Regions from separate parts of the Mus musculus genome. Here region 2 is linked to region 1. The links are chromatin contacts, called in public HiChIP or PLAC-seq maps. All regions are on one chromosome and are shown on one strand. Each heading gives the region's core, a stretch centred on a gene start, on an enhancer-like site or on the middle of the called end of the contact. The rest is flanking DNA. Distances are from core to core; before and after follow the strand shown.

The links. HiChIP or PLAC-seq counts read pairs in DNA pulled down with a chosen protein or histone mark.
Region 2: an H3K27ac HiChIP or PLAC-seq map of VIP interneurons shows a contact between it and region 1, with 3 times the contacts expected there. The contact joins two enhancer-like sites. A contact is called at or near these places in 4 of 115 datasets of contacts at active chromatin or transcription factors (SST interneurons, VIP interneurons, astrocytes and 1 more).

Annotation. Positions count from the first base shown.
Region 1 is chr5:140,009,915-140,017,413 of GRCm38.p6, reverse strand. All of the region lies in intron 17 of Mad1l1 (MAD1 mitotic arrest deficient 1-like 1), which reads left to right. Among named protein-coding and RNA genes, the nearest start is that of Gm30492, 82 kb to the left of the region's middle. Within about 2 kb of position 3,358, at least 29 of the 459 cell types and tissues checked have an H3K27ac peak or open chromatin away from gene starts, as enhancers often do. A contact at or near this core is called in VIP interneurons, where this site is marked.
Region 2 is chr5:140,247,731-140,255,229 of GRCm38.p6, reverse strand. All of the region lies in intron 10 of Mad1l1 (MAD1 mitotic arrest deficient 1-like 1), which reads left to right. Among named protein-coding and RNA genes, the nearest start is that of Gm16120, 43 kb to the right of the region's middle. Within about 2 kb of position 4,664, at least 23 of the 459 cell types and tissues checked have an H3K27ac peak or open chromatin away from gene starts, as enhancers often do. A contact at or near this core is called in VIP interneurons, where this site is marked.

The DNA.
Region 1 (7,499 bases), core at 2,109-4,608:
GTTTCTCTGTATAGCCCTGGCTGTTCTGGAACTTACTTTGTAGACCAGGCTGGCCTCAAACTCAGAAATCCGCCTGCCTCTGCCTCCCGAGTGCTGGGATTAAAGGCGTGCGCCACCACAGCTTTTTAGAAATCATCTATGTAAGTGGCTAGAGGTATGGCTGAGTGGTAGAGAGCCCAGAGTCCTCCTGAGCCTGGAGAGAGGCTCAGCAGAGGCTCTTACTGTTATGCATGCGCCTCTGGGGTCCATCCTCAGAAATGCAAAATGGCTAAGTAGATGGGTGAGTGGATTGATGAATGGTTGCTTTATTGTATAGATCAGCTTGGGAGTCAGGCTTGTAGGCCTTGTGTGTCTGAAGACCCTTCAAGGTTGTTATCCCACAGGTGTTGAGTTCAGGGTTGCTGGTCCACTCTTTGTTGCCCCCTGTGGTGGTTTGAATATGCTTGGCCCAGGGAGTGTCACTATTTGGAGGTATGGCCTTGTTGGAGTAGGTGTGTCACTGTGGGTGTGGGCTTTAATACCCCCACCTTAGCTGCCTGGAAGCTAGTATTCTGTTAGCTGCCTTCAGAATAAGATGTAGAACTCTCAGCTCCTCCTGTACCATGCCTGCCGGGATGCTGCCATGCCTCCGCCTTGATGATAATGGACTGAACCTCTGAACCTGTAAGCCAGCCCCAATTAAATTGTTGTCCTTGTAAAAGTTGCCTTGGCCGTAGTGTCTGCTCACAGCAAGGAAACCCTCACTGAGACACCCCATTATCTCCTTACCGTCATTGTTTTCAGGGAGAAATACACTGCCGCTCTTATCTTCGTTCCTCTGTAGAGAAAGCATTTCTGCCCCACCAGCTGCTTGGAGATCTTGTTTTCCCTGAAGGTGAGCAAGCTGGAGGTGTGTGTTCTGATGCCGTTTTCTTCTTGCCTTGTTTGGAGTGTGTGTCATTTCCTCAAGAATCTTTCCATCCCCCATGTCGGTTACACATCACTGGATAACAGCTCCCAGTGGCCAGTTCTGAAGGCAGGATCTGAGGAGGCACTGCTCAAGGGCTCCCTTGACCGCAGTCACCTAGGGTCTCCTGGGAAGGATGGGTACAGACCCTTACACAGAGCCGTCACCAGGGTGTTTCCTCCGTAGCTGCTGCCTGGAAGCCTCTGTCAGTTCTCTGTCACACACGGGGCTGCTCACTTGGAAGTAGAGAGTCCAGCAGCACCATCAGAGCTGAGTGTGAGGTAGCAGAACCCTCCCAGCTTGGTGCCACACAGCTGGTCTGAAGCCGATCCCAGCCAAGGGTGGGGACTGATGCGGCTGTGTTACCTGGATGTGGTTTGTTGAGAGCTGTTCACAGGCACCACTATGCTCTGGCCTCTGCTTTGGACTCTAGATGTATGTGGAGCCCTGTCATATGACCCTGTCATGTTACCCATAGATGGGTGGGTGATTTCTCCTTTGTCATTTTGGTATCTCCTCCCCTGGCGTCTCTGAGATTACTCATCCTCTCAGGGCAGTGTGTGGCCCTGCTCATCCTGTTTCTTGGGGCCATGCTCACTGTGGGGTGGGCTGGGCCTTCTCCTGCTTTTCTGTCTCTGAGCTTTTGGTCACATGGTGTGAAATAACGGTGAGGTAATGTTACCCATGAGGGCTGTCCCCTAGTCCTCATTTCTTTTCTCTGTGAGCCGTGCATTCCTGAGTTTTCCGGTAACCAGCTGACCATCAGTGGGTACTGACTCTGCCTTGTCTGGGCCCCAGACTTCTGTAGATTACAGTAAATATTGTTGACTTTGCAGTAGAGTTATCTGGAAGCAGTTTGAACCTTGGAGACCTTGGTTTAAGATTTGTGAGGTAGGACCCAACTGTAGGGATTCCTTCTGCCCTGCCACTGATGTCAAACCTTTTCAGTGTCTCCTGAGTCCCCACAAGCTGTCCTGGGGCTGGGAGAGAGGGCAGTTTTCAGCCCTGGGAGCTACAAGTGCTGGCTGGCTTCCCTCTGGTCTTTTAATTTGTTCTGGCCAGGTGGCTTTTTACACCAGTTGCCAGTCACCATCCAACAGAAGAGAGCACACTTGAAGTCATCTCCTCCTCTCCCACGTCAGCCCTCTCCCTGCAACCTCAGGACCCCCATTTCTATTTGTCCCTTTAGGTCCCTTGACTTGAAAACTGTGCTTCATAGTTTGTGGTTTGTGGTACCTTTCACATGTGTGATTGTATGAGTGACTATATGCATGCATATATGCACATGTAGTAGGTTACAGGAGTCCATATGCTTGTGGGGGGGCATCTCCTCAATGCCTTCATTTGTTTACTTATGGGGTGGGGCACGTGCACAACGTTAGTGGGGCCAGAGGAGAGTTGGTTCTCTGCTTCTACTATGTGAGTCTGAAAGATCAAACTCAGGTCATCAGGTTCGGTGATGCACCTCTACCTGCTGAGCCCTCTGGCCAACTCTCTATCTTATTTTATGAGGCAGGATCTCTCAGTGAAGCTGCAGCTTACTGGCTCAGCTAGGCTGGCTGGAATCTGCCTGTCTCAGCTCTCCTAGAGACAGGGTCACAGATGTGCCATCCCTGGCTTTAGAGCAGGGTTATAGATGCTTCCTGCCATGTCTGGCTTTAGAATAGTGTTACGGATCTGCACTGCTGTCCCTGACTTTAGAAGCATACAAGAGACCTGGACTTAGCTCCTCGTGGGTACCATGGGCTTTTTACCCATGAGACCTCTCCCTGGCTCCTTGTCTCATTTGGACTATTTCTTAGGGTTAAGTGACTCAATTCCTATTCCATTGCCTTGACCGAGAGCTCTGCACGTGGGTTGGAGCCTCTGAATCTCCTACGGCCCCCCACAAAGGCACCAGTCCCTGTTTTATATGAGGATACTAGCTCAGAGAAGGAAAACAGTGTTACACCCTGGTCACGCAGCAACTAAGAGTGACAGCTGGGGTGTATCTCACCAGGTGATGTCAACGCTCTAAGTATGATGGCTCCAGGAAAAGCCACTCTCAGAGACCCAGGGCCCTGTAGGTGGCAGACAGACGAGGGAGGAGACCAGCTCAACTTTTGTGTCTCCCTGCCGTTGGCAAGATGACCAAGGCTTCAGAGCAGAGCAACCCGGGTGCCCTGGCTCTCCCACACTCCAGTGTCCGGGCTGTAGAAAAGTGACTTCCTGCCTTTCCCCTTTCCTCAGGGCTGAATTGCACAGCCTCCCGTCCACTACTGTTTTCCTCTCTGCCCCCTCTTCTCTAGGATGTCCTGGGCCCCCGTAGCCTCCGAGCATATAGGAAACCTGTGAAGGGCCAGGGCTCCCTTGTCTGCCCTTTAGATAGAACCCACAGGCTCTGTCCCTGCCCTGTATCCTCCATTCCCTCCCAAAGCTGCAGGAGCAGCTGTGGAACTCTGAAGCAAAGCGCAAGCCTGGGGGACGCAGTGCTCATAAATAGAAAGCATCTAATAATAATAATTGTGGGTTTGAGACTCGTTAGGGGCTGCAAGGCCCAGCCTCACCCCCCCCCCCTCCACACACACACACAGCTCCAGAGGGAAAGGTCACCCCTAGCCAGGATGGTAAATTCTTTTCATGCTTTGTCATTAGCTCACACTACATTGGATACTTTCCTTGGCACAGTTCAGCAGGGACACCAGGCAAGCCATTTGCCATACAGACAGTTTCTACTCTTGGAATTCCACGTGGGTCCATCATTATCAGCCCTGTCCTCATCATCCTGAACTCATGTCCGCCAGTTCCTTCTGGGGTCTAGCAACTTGGGGCACAGGAGGAAGATGGAAGCCTGGTCATACTGGATGCCAGCTATCCTAGAGCACACTGGCACAGCACTTCCCATGAGCCACTGGTCCCAGGTTAGGTGAGAGGGAGCTCTGGTGGGTAAAGGAGGGAGGGACTTGGGGCAGGTATAAAATGGCTGTCATTAAAAGGGTCCCTGGGCTGAGCTTACTGAAGTAGTTTGCTGTCTCTACCACCCAGATAGCACAGGCTCTCAAGGCCTGCACACTGCACACACTGACAGTGTGAGCCAGGGTGGGGATGGCAGCCACTGTAGTGTCAACAGAGCAGAGGGGACATCTATCCCAAGTATAGATGCTGAGGAATAGGGAGACTGTGGAGGGCACCATGTTCCCTGGGCTTGAGCAGATAGGGACTCACCCAGTGCTGGCTCATGGAAGGTCCTTAGCATCCCTCTGGCCATGTGCTCAGCCACCCCAACATCCCTGTCTGGATCTCCTTGGCTTCACACACACAAGTCACATCCCCTACCCAAAGCCCTACAGCCCTGCAGGCCTTGGGATCAGACTCCTGCTGGAGGTGGAGGCATGGGTCAAAGTGCAGAGGCTGACAATCGTCAGCAGTGGGCATCTTCATCTCTGCTGCGCTGGTCCCCAGCACAGAGGGAGAGGGAGCTAGAGACGGCACATGCACGTAGCCCATAAATATGTCTAACCGCAGCCAGCACGTCTAACTGGGCAATTTGCTTTTTAAAAAATTGCGCTCTAATTTTAAGTGAACAGCCCCTAATTATGGTGATTTGCAGGCACCTGGGAACCGGGTGGCATTTGAACACGGCAGAACAGTGCAGGGACTGATTGGCGGGGTGTCATTCAGCCCGCACTTGCTGATAAGCCAGGACCACTTCACTGGGTGGGTCTGTACCAGGAGGTGAGCCTACCCGTGCCAAGGCGGGCAGGGCAACGGGAGGAGAGAGAGAGTGGGAGAGGGACTGTGGAAGGACCTAACTGGGCCATGCCCAACTTGTGTACAAACCTCAGACTTGGTTTTGTTTGAGACTTGCAAAGAGAGACATTTCCTGCCCCTCCAACCTCCAGAAGGACCTGCCAGGACTTGTACTGGCCACAAAGAGGTTCCGTGAGCAGATACCCAACCGGGTTGGAGTGGGTTTCATGTGGCCTCTTTAGCTCTTGCCTATTTATCAGGAGAGGCGAGTGGTGCTGGCAGCTGAGACAGGTCTCTTTCAGATAAAGAATGGGTGTGGTGGCCTGTCATCTGAGCTACTTGGAAAACAGATGCAGAAGGACCATAGTTCAAGGCCAACCTGGGTAACTTGGGAGACCTTCTCTCAAAATAAAACAATATTAACAAGAGGACTGGAGTGTGGCTCAGTGGTAGAGCCCCTGCCTAGAATCCCCCAGTGAGGGGCTGGGGGTGTGGCTCAGTGGTAGAGCCCCTGCCTAGAATCCCCCAGTGAGGGACTGGGGTGTGGCTCAGTGGTAGAGCCCCTGCCTAGAATCCCCCAGTGAGGGGCTGGGGTGTGGCTCAGTGGTAGAGCCCCTGCCTAGAATCCCCCAGTGAGGGGCTGGGGGCGTGGCTCAGTGGTAGAGCCCCTGCCTAGAATCCCCCAGTGAGGGGCTGGGGGTGTGGCTCAGTGGTAGAGCCCCTGCCTAGAATCCCCCAGTGAGGGGCTGGGGGTGTGGCTCAGTGGTAGAGCCCCTGCCTAGAATCCCCCAGTGAGGGGCTGGGGGTGTGGCTCAGTGGTAGAGCCCCTGCCTAGAATCCCCCAGTGAGGGGCTGGGGGCGTGGCTCAGTGGTAGAGCCCCTGCCTAGAATCCCCCAGTGAGGGGCTGGGGGCGTGGCTCAGTGGTAGAGCCCCTGCCTAGAATCCCCCAGTGAGGGGCTGGGGGTGTGGCTCAGTGGTAGAGCACCTGACTACAGTTCTCTAGTGAAAGGACTAGAGGTGTAGCTTGATGTTAGGGTACTTACCTAACCTGTGTGATGCTCTGGGTTCCATTTCCAGTACCACACTTAGACAGACACACATCTGGGGAGGGGCAGGGGAGACATGACACCCAGAAGTTCCTGCTGAGGGGACCCAGACCATGGGTGGGCTGGGACAGGAAAGAACCCTGGAGGTTCTCCTTCCACCCTAACCCACCCCCACCCAGCCAGCTCTGCCTGCTCCTTCCCAAACAGCTGCCTCAGAGTCAGCCCCTGTGACATTTCAGGAAAAACATTGCGAGTCGAGAGCAGAAGGGAGAAATGAAAGGATTTTCTCAAGAAAAGGTCAGAGTGGTTTCTCTTATTTTTGTTTAAAGATGGTTTGTGTTGAACTATGACAAGGCTAAATGTATTAAGGGCCATGGGAACAGGCTGGGGGTCGGCCTACGTGAGAAAACAGGAGGAAAACCCAGGTAACAAGCAAGACAGGAGACAGCTTGGGGAAGCAGTGAGACAGAGCCTCCCATTCCCTGATGGCCCTTGAGGGATGGGGTGAAAGGGAGGTGGGGGCCTCAGCAGCTGCAGTCTCCCCAGGTCCCCTCTTGTTCATGCTAGGGAGTCAGTGGCAGTCACAGAGTGCCAGGACCTAAGGGAACAGCCTGACTATCTGTGTGACTCTCAGGAATAGGGTCACCTGCAGAGCCGCTGGCAGGAGGGACCTCTCAGAACAAACTCCTAGATGCCTTGAGCCATGCATCCAGGTCCTCATTAGCACGCCCACTATGCATTGTTCATTCGCACAGGCTAAATCACAGAGAAACACTATCCCCAAAGCAGGCATTCTCAGCCCTCCCCGTGGTACACACCACCAGCCTCCTGCCACTGCCCTGTTGTCTTGTAGAGACGCCTCATGCCAATGGCACCACATAAACAGCCTACTATGTGCAAAGTCCCTAGAGCTTGTTCCTTTTCATGGCTGGATTATTTATTCACATATGTGTAGCTAAACTGCACTGTGTTCATCCCTGCATCCCTGCAGGTCATGTCACTGTGGACATTGGTGTCTAGGTGGCCTGGGAGCACTGGAGGGACAGCAGTAGATCTCATGACCATGTTTGGGCACTGCGAGGCTCGCCCACAGGAACTGACAGCTGCCAGTGATTCTCAGCTGTTCTGACTTCTTCTCATCCTTCCCATGCCTGCCTTTCCTCAGACGGCTCTTCTGATGGGCTCTGGCCTGGTTTACAACCCCAGAGACCCACTTCCTTCTGTCAGACCCCCATGCTTCTTCTTTGGAGAACCAGCTAATCTGCTCTGCTCCTAATTGGGCCCTCTGTCTTTCTGAGTCTTAAGTGGGGAGGGCTACCCCACTCAGACCCAAGGTTTGCGAGTGGTCCTATGTGGAGTTGTGACTTCTTGCCTGGCCTTGCCAGAAGGGGCTTTTCTCTTCTACCCAAGTGGTCCTTCTATATTTTGGGCCACTAAGGTATGGCTGGGCAAATTGGCAGGGGAGGCCCCAGGATAAGTGAGCGTTGGGAAAGGAAGGATGACGGGAAGGCCCAGGGGCTCTGTCTGCTTCTCCCAGCCCAGCCTGCATAGTGAAGGGTAGCCTGCCCAGACAGCCTGTAACCTGGGCAAACCCAGGGAAACTGCGCTCTGTACACTGCAGCTGTGACCCTGGCTGTAAGCTGCAAACCCACCTCCCCTTCACAGCTATCGATCGCAGAGCCATTGTGTCCTCCCTTCAGTTACACATGACATAAGAAAACAGGGCAAGATGGTGGGACTCATGGCTCTAGCTGCATTTGTAGCAGAGAATGGCCTA
Region 2 (7,499 bases), core at 3,415-5,914, 240 kb before region 1:
AGTATATTAAAGGATGTAGCCATAAAGGATACAGGCTAGTGTCTGGAACGGTAAACAAGGGGCTGGCCAGCATCATAGTCCTCTTTAATGCCATCCTTTGTGTATGAGGAACCACAGTGAGCAGCTGCTAAGATATGATGGTCCTGGTATTGGGGTGTTCACAGTGGGCACCCCTGGAAGATGAGTTTTGGTAGATGACTGCTGGTGATGGTTAGAGGGCTAGGGGCTGGGCACGTCTTCAGTGGAGAAGATGCTGAAATTTGTTATGGTTGATTGGGTGGGCAGAAGAAGAGCAGTGAGTAGCCCATCTCCCATGGCTGTGTCCCCTGCCAGGTCTTATGCTCATTCCAGCCATTTACTGTTTGTGCATGAGCCAGCTCCTGGGCCTGTCAGGAACACAGGCCAAGGCCTCAAATGTCTGCCTGGTTCTTTCTACCCAGTATGAATGGTCTTTGGCAGAGCAGTTGAGCCAGCTTGCATCTGGTGAGCTCTCTCCATGTGTCCTCAATGGTAGCCCCTACTATGTATTTTAGGGATGCTGTGGGACCTGCTCACACTGATCACATGCCTGTCCTCAGTGGCTCCAGGTCAGGCTTTAGGGGTTGCTGGTCGCAATTCATATACCCCTAGAGACGTGGCTGGGGTCTCTGGAGGAACACCCCTAGAACCTATACTTTCACTCTTGGGACACAGGGAGGAAACGTCCCCTGTAGCTCAGGGCTTCTTGTTACTAGTAGATTGGCTGTATAAATACTTGTTTCTGAGCTGACTATATCTAGGCTCCTTATAGGCCTGTGGGAGGCTTAGTTTGTTGGCTGAACTTCCTGGCTTACAGTTTAGTGCTAAGGCTGAGAGTATGGTTGCAAACACTCGTGTTTCTAAAACCCAGCCAGGGTGGCCCTGTACAGCTGGCCAGACAGACTGACCTGCCACCCACTTTCTGTGCTATGGTCTGTCTATAATGGCCCACAGTTTGTGTCCTAGCTCAGGTCTTGCTGAGGTGTTTGTTTCTTTCTTCCATGCTAGAATCCATGTCACTCTGTGTCATTGCCTTTGTTAAAGTGACAAACTATATCATTCTTTTCTACAGTTGTCTCTAGACATCTGCTTTCCACGCAGCTGTCTGAGGGACACTTTCTGACTCAGGTCACGCCATATTGTCCCCACACCTGAGCCTTCCCCTGGTGCTGTGTCCTCAGGGTGTGCGCAGTTTCCTTGCCAGGTTTTCACCACAGCAGCATCCTCTGCTGCTGCTCTGTGTTGTCCGGGGTCTGTGCACCTTCTCTAGGCTGCCTTTCCACCTCCTTCCCCAGGCATTATTAGCATCATGTTCTTGGCCTTATTTCCTCTGCTGACTTGGCAGACCCATCAAAGCTAGGATTTTTGTTAAAATGAATATATGTTTGCCTCTGTCTAACTCTGCCTGTGCTCCTCTGCTTGTCTTTCTCGGTGCAAGGCTTGTGCTGGCTTTTCTTACAGTGAGCCAACCATTATCCCCACCATAGCACATGCTCTCTGCAGCTGAGGTGGAGGAGCCAGCACCATTGGCAGGCCCACAGGCCCATGGATTTGGTCCTCCCTCACATCTTAGCCAAGCCATGAGGTTATTGGCTGTATATGAAGCCCAGCAGGAGCCCTTTCCCCACTAGCCTGGACTAGTCTCCCTGTCTCCCTCCTTGGCTGCTCTGCACTCAGTATCATCTGAGGTGTCCCAAGGGTCACTGCCTTTGTCCCCTCTTGTCCCACAGTTGTGTGGACTCTGAATGCACTTGCTTCTGTCCTCCCAACCTCAAGTGGTTGCACAGCTCTAAGATGTGCTATGCCTGTCCACACAACTTGAGGGCTTCTCCCCTTCTCACCACTGCACCTTGGCCTCTCATCTTCTGTGGGACTGTCATGACCTCCCAAGTTCCCTTCCTACTGTCTCTTCAGTTCCCTTCTTTCTGTCCCTTGTCAGTTCACATGCTCCTTTAGGTAGGGCATTTCTCCCAGGTTCCACGTTGCATGTTGTTGGGTAAGGTGTCTTCCTTAAGGAGACATGAACAGTCATCTATTTCCCCCCAAAGGGAGCATCAGTGACTGACCAAAGTAACACCTCCACCTGCCTCGCCTGTAGAGCCACTGAGTTCATTGAGCTCCTTATGTAAGACCATGGTGGAGGGGCACTTACAGAAGCATAGGTGAGCCCCACGTGTCAACTGGAAATCCCCATGCCAGCATGGAAGAAGACAGCTGCATAGCTGCATAGCTGGAGTTGCTACGGCACTTGACACTGCAGACACTTCCGCATGCCTCCAGTACCTCTGAGACCATGAGCAGCAGGGACAGAATTACAGGCAGGTGGGAAAGGGGGTCGAGGACAGGAGGGAGGGACTGGGGTCTCAGGATTTAATGATCCTTTCCTTTTTATGAGAGAGTATCAGCAGGCCTGTCTCTTTTGGGGGCAGGGATTCAAGACAGGGTTTCTTTATGTAGCCCTCGATGTCCTGGAACTCATTTTGTAGACCAGGTTGGTCTTGAACTCACAGAGATCCACCTGCCTCTGCCTCTCAAGTGATGAGATTAAAGGCATGCGCCACCACCGCATAGCTAGCAGGCCTGTTCTTCAGGGCTGTTTGTGAGTAGTCACAGTTGCTGTGGTATGTATGGTAATGGCTGCTATGGTGACTGTGTGCCCGGTATCTAGTTCATTCCCAAGAGGTATTTACTGAGTAAATAAAGTTCCCATCAGCTTGAGAATGGGGTGTTGTGATGGCTCTGGCTTCTTAGGGACTTGTGGTGTTGTCTGTGGCTTGTAAGCTCATCTTTGTCTCCCTTCCCTGCTGTCCTCTATTCTGTCACTTTGGGTCCCTGTTTTTACCAAGTGTGGCAGCAGCAGAGCTGGGGACTTAGTGCCTTGCATTGCCTTTGGCTGGTCTGCAATTTGGCACCAGTAGTGTACGTAGCATCTGTCAGCTCTCAGCCACCCCCAGCCTACCTGCTTCAGCCTAGGGTAGCTGAATGGCTTAGCATTATAAGTATAGCATTTGATTGGAGGCCACACCCTCATTTCTGTTCAGAGCCTAAGCAATAAGCTGTCCCCAGTTTCCTCTCATGTGGTACATGGGAGGCATTCTGTGCCAGACCTGAGGCTGTGCCAAGTGGGAAGAGGCAGAGTTCCATTCTGGTAGGGCTTTGTGTGCACTGGGCCTCGGCACAGGTCTGGCAGTGGCAGTGTTGGGCAGCAATGGTGTCACCCTGGGCCGTCTGCAGAGACGCAGGGTGCAATGGAGGCAGGTGAGGGGGCAACATATAACTATGCATGATGAGTGCCCATGCATGTGGGGTGCGTGTACTTGTGTGGACAGGGACAGGTGTGGAGATACAGAAGCATGGAACTTGTGTAAGCTGTATGCATTCCACCGGCTATAAAAGTTGTTGAGGGAACATTTCTTAGCAGATGCTAAGATGTTTTGTTTAGATCCTGTAATACCAGAACTGGTATTAAGCAGCTTAAAATTTGCCTTGGAATGTGGAGAGTGGCTACCTGAGTCTGAGCACTTTTCTCGTGCCTTCTGCAGCACTAGTGACATAGAGCTCATGGCTGTCCTGCAAGGAGTATGCTGCTCTTAGCCACCTGCAGACCCAGGAGTGCCTGGCTAGGACTCATGGTCGTCTGAGGATGTCTGACTCTATGCACGTTTACCTCCTACCCACACATCTACCTTTCCCTTCCTTGTGACAGTGGGCTCTGTGGCCTTTCTTTGGAAGCTGGAGTGGCTCAGCAGGGAATCCCTCTATCCTGATTCTCTTTAACTTTTTTTTTTTTTTTTTTTTTTTTTGAGACAGGATTTCTCTGTGTAGCCCTGGCTGTCCTGGAACTCACTCTGTAGACCAGGCTGGCCTGGAACTCAGAAATCCACCTGCCTCTGCCTCCCGAGTGCTGGGATTAAAGGCGTGCGCCACCACGCCCGGCTCTCTTTAACTTTTATGTCAACTGTGGGTCAACACTGAGCCTGCCTCCCAGAACCACTCACATAGTAACCTGGGCATGGCTATGCAGGCTGCCCACACCAAATTGATCTGGTCTTGTTATATCCCAGACTGCAGAATGCACTAGGCATTGTGGTATTTGACTAATGGGCTAGTCCAAGCTCAAGACAGTTTACCTACCAAGTAATGGCTCCTACTTACCATCTCTTCCTCTGATATCCCTATCAGACAAAGGCTTTGAGCATGGCTGTGTAGCAGTGTTTTGTTAGTTCCTGTGTACAGGTTGTCACCTTCCATCTGGTAAGTTCAGGTTCCATAGAACAGGCCCAGAGTGCTGCTATTGAGGTTTAGGGACCCAGTGGGCTGATCTCTGATACTATTCCTGCTTATACAGTCCCCTTATCACACTGTGTTCTGAAGGGGACATGAAGGCAGGCAAGTTTAACTGGAGGCTCCCACAGTGCCCACCATAGCTGGGAATTCCTAGCCTCTCTGTCCGAGCCTGATCCCCACCCCCTTTAAGATACCCCCCTCTTCTTGCCTGTGTGTGTTTCCTTCCTTCCAGGAACAGAACCCAATAGCACTGTCAAGAGCTGTCTGTGCTTGAGCCGGGCCAGGTTTATGCTCTGAGCATAGGGCAGCTTCAGAAGGCTTTGGCAGCTGGCTGCAGTGCCCAGCTTTGGACATGAGATGGTGCCTGCAGCATTTCGAGCCCTATCTGCTCACTCCTCAAAGCTTCCTTCCATAGCCTCCCCAGTGGAGGCATCCAAACCAAGTCTATAAATTTTGTGACCAGTTAGTAGGAGAGAGAGTGGAGAGATAAAGAGAGGCTGGAAAGACCTTGAGATGGGTGGGCATCTGTCATAGGTGCCTACCTGGAGCTCACTTCTGCTCTTGAGCTGTATAATCTTTACCTTCCCATTCTTTGCTGGGGTGGGCTGGTGAGTCCAGGAGGGAGGGAGGGAGGGAGGGGGAGACAGGGGGGGGGAGAGACAGAGAGAGAGAGAGAGAGAGAGAGAGAGAGAGAGAGAGAGAATGTATGTGTGTGTGTAGTGATATAAGCCCCAACCCTAGCTTGGCTTTGGCTCTGTTTAAGACATTCCTGTTTCAGGCTGCCTCTCTTCTACTGCTTTGCCTTGAGACCAAGTCTGGGTACCCACATCCCCAAAAGGATGGCCAGTGCATCCTGGGATACAGAGCAAGGCTTGGGTCCTTTACTGAATTTGTGGAGATACACAGCTGTGAGGGTGAAAGGCCCCTTGATGATAGGCCCTGTGTGTGGTGGGAAGATGTGCATACTCCTTCTTCAAGGGCCAGGTTGCTGTGCTCCAGGCCTACCCAGCCCCAACCACCCAGTCATGGAGTTGGGGAGGGCCAGCGTTCCAGACCCGGCCCTCTTAGTCTGCTTGTGCTGGCTCTTCAACTAGGGGAGCTGCGGTTAACATTTCTCACCCACACGGACTGTTGCTCTGTATGTCTTGCATATCCATATTTAAAATGGTATTTACATATTCATGGGTTTTTAAATAAGCTCTTATTGTTAAGGAATGTAGAAGTGGATAAAATGTGAAACTCCCTCTTTTATTCAAGCACCAGAGAAAACGTCACCCCCATCTACCCCAATGCAATCACTTTCTGAGTGCTTAGCTCTGTTGCCATGGGAGCTGCCCTGTCCCATGGTCCTCTCTCAATTCTGCCCAGCCCGTGTCCAGCATACAGCATACAATACACAGCATGGCTCACAGCATGCCCACAGCCATGTCCTTTTCTTGTCATACTCTGGATCCCTCTGATGTGACCCTTACTTCCTGATAGAGTCCTGAAGACACCATCCCCATTTTTCCCCTCATTCATTTGTATGTATGTGTACATGTGTGTATATGTGTGTACATGAAGGCCAAGGGTGTCTTCTTCCATTACCCTCACTTTCTGAGACAATGTCTTTTGCTTGAACCTGGAGCTCACTGATTTAGGTAGACAAGCTTCTCCAGTGTCCTGTCTCTTCCTTCCCAGCGCTGGAGTTACAGACATCCACTATTGCCCCTGGCTTTTTGGAGGGTTTCAGTGATCCAAACTCAAGTCTCCTGTTCCCACATCCTCCTGCCCCCCCCCTTTTTTTTGGAAGAAAAATTAAGACAGATAAAGCTTGTCGTTTTAGAAGTGGCAGAGTTAGAGATGCCGTTGTCATTACGTGTCCCTGCCTTGGCCTCAGGTACTCCTTGTTCTGCAGCTGGTGAATAGGGATTTGAAGGACCAGTGTCTTTGCACTTTCCTTTTCTATAGAGACAAGAAGCAACCACTCCCTTCTCCCTCCATAGTCCTATAAGGGTCATGGGCCAGACAGACCTAGTAGGACTGCCAGTTTTACATCTGGAGCTGTCTGAGCCTTTGCTTCTGGGATGTCTGTCTGTAGGAAGCCCATTGGAGAGCACTGTAGACGGAGAGAGTGGAGGAGCCAAGGAAGGAAATTTAGTGGACTAGCCTTGGCTGGGGTGGGGGGCAAGTTGAGTAGGCATTGGGTAGGTTCCAGAGATCCATAGAGGTGTGGCTGTGCTCTTCTGGTCAGTGGCTGGCTAGCACGAGGCAGCGGATCAGTGCAGGGCTCTAAGGTTTGAACAGTAAATACTTGGCTGGAAGAGCCTTTAGGGACTCTTAAGAATTTGACATCACTTTGACAGAGGCAGACTTAATACGCATAATTTCTTGTCTCTGTCCTTTACATCCCTTTCCTAAGCATGACATCATGTTTGGTCAACTCAGTGAGGCCTTCTTGTAGACCATGGTGTCTGGGAAGCCCAAGGAGACAGCAATAGACATGATTGTATCAGTAGTAGAAAGCAGATGTGCAGAAAACAGTGTGTAGGAAAGAGCAACTGAGTAGTGCCATCTGCATTCCACATAGCTTTAGGAGTCTCTGCTGAGGCTGTAGCCCCTGGGAACCGCTGAGCATTTGACACCCTTCCCCTGCCAGCAGCTGCAGGCCTCACCTGAACCGCTTAGCAGCCTAGTCATGACTGGAATGCAGGCATACTGTGGCCATTCCTTGGGACTCCTTTGGAGTGGCATCACTTTGCCTGTCACCAGAGGGCAGTGAGAGATGCCTCCCTTTGTCAATGACTGGAAGGTGGCATTGGCCAGGTTACTGTTACCTGAGCTGCTACTAACTAGGTCCTTTGTATAGAGACCCTAACTCTGGCCTGGCCTATCTGGCTGGCTTGATGTGAGTGCACTGCAGTTCTCAGGGCCAAAACCAAGGGAGGCAGCCATTCTTGATGAGGGCAGAAGTGCTTGCTGGGTTTAGGGCTGGGCAGCTCTCTTGCTTTCCAGCCTTGGTTACAGACCCATGAGCCTGGAAGAGGGTTGTCCTGTGGCTCAGGGTCCCAGTTCTAAGCACTCCCAGCTCAAGGCCAGTCTTTGCTTGGCTGTTAGTGCCCTTGGTTTGAGGCTGGAATGAGTATGCTCCATATCAGGGCATCTGTCATATGCCTCTGAGGGGTCTCTAGGGCCAGCTGTGTAGCTGGGGAGAA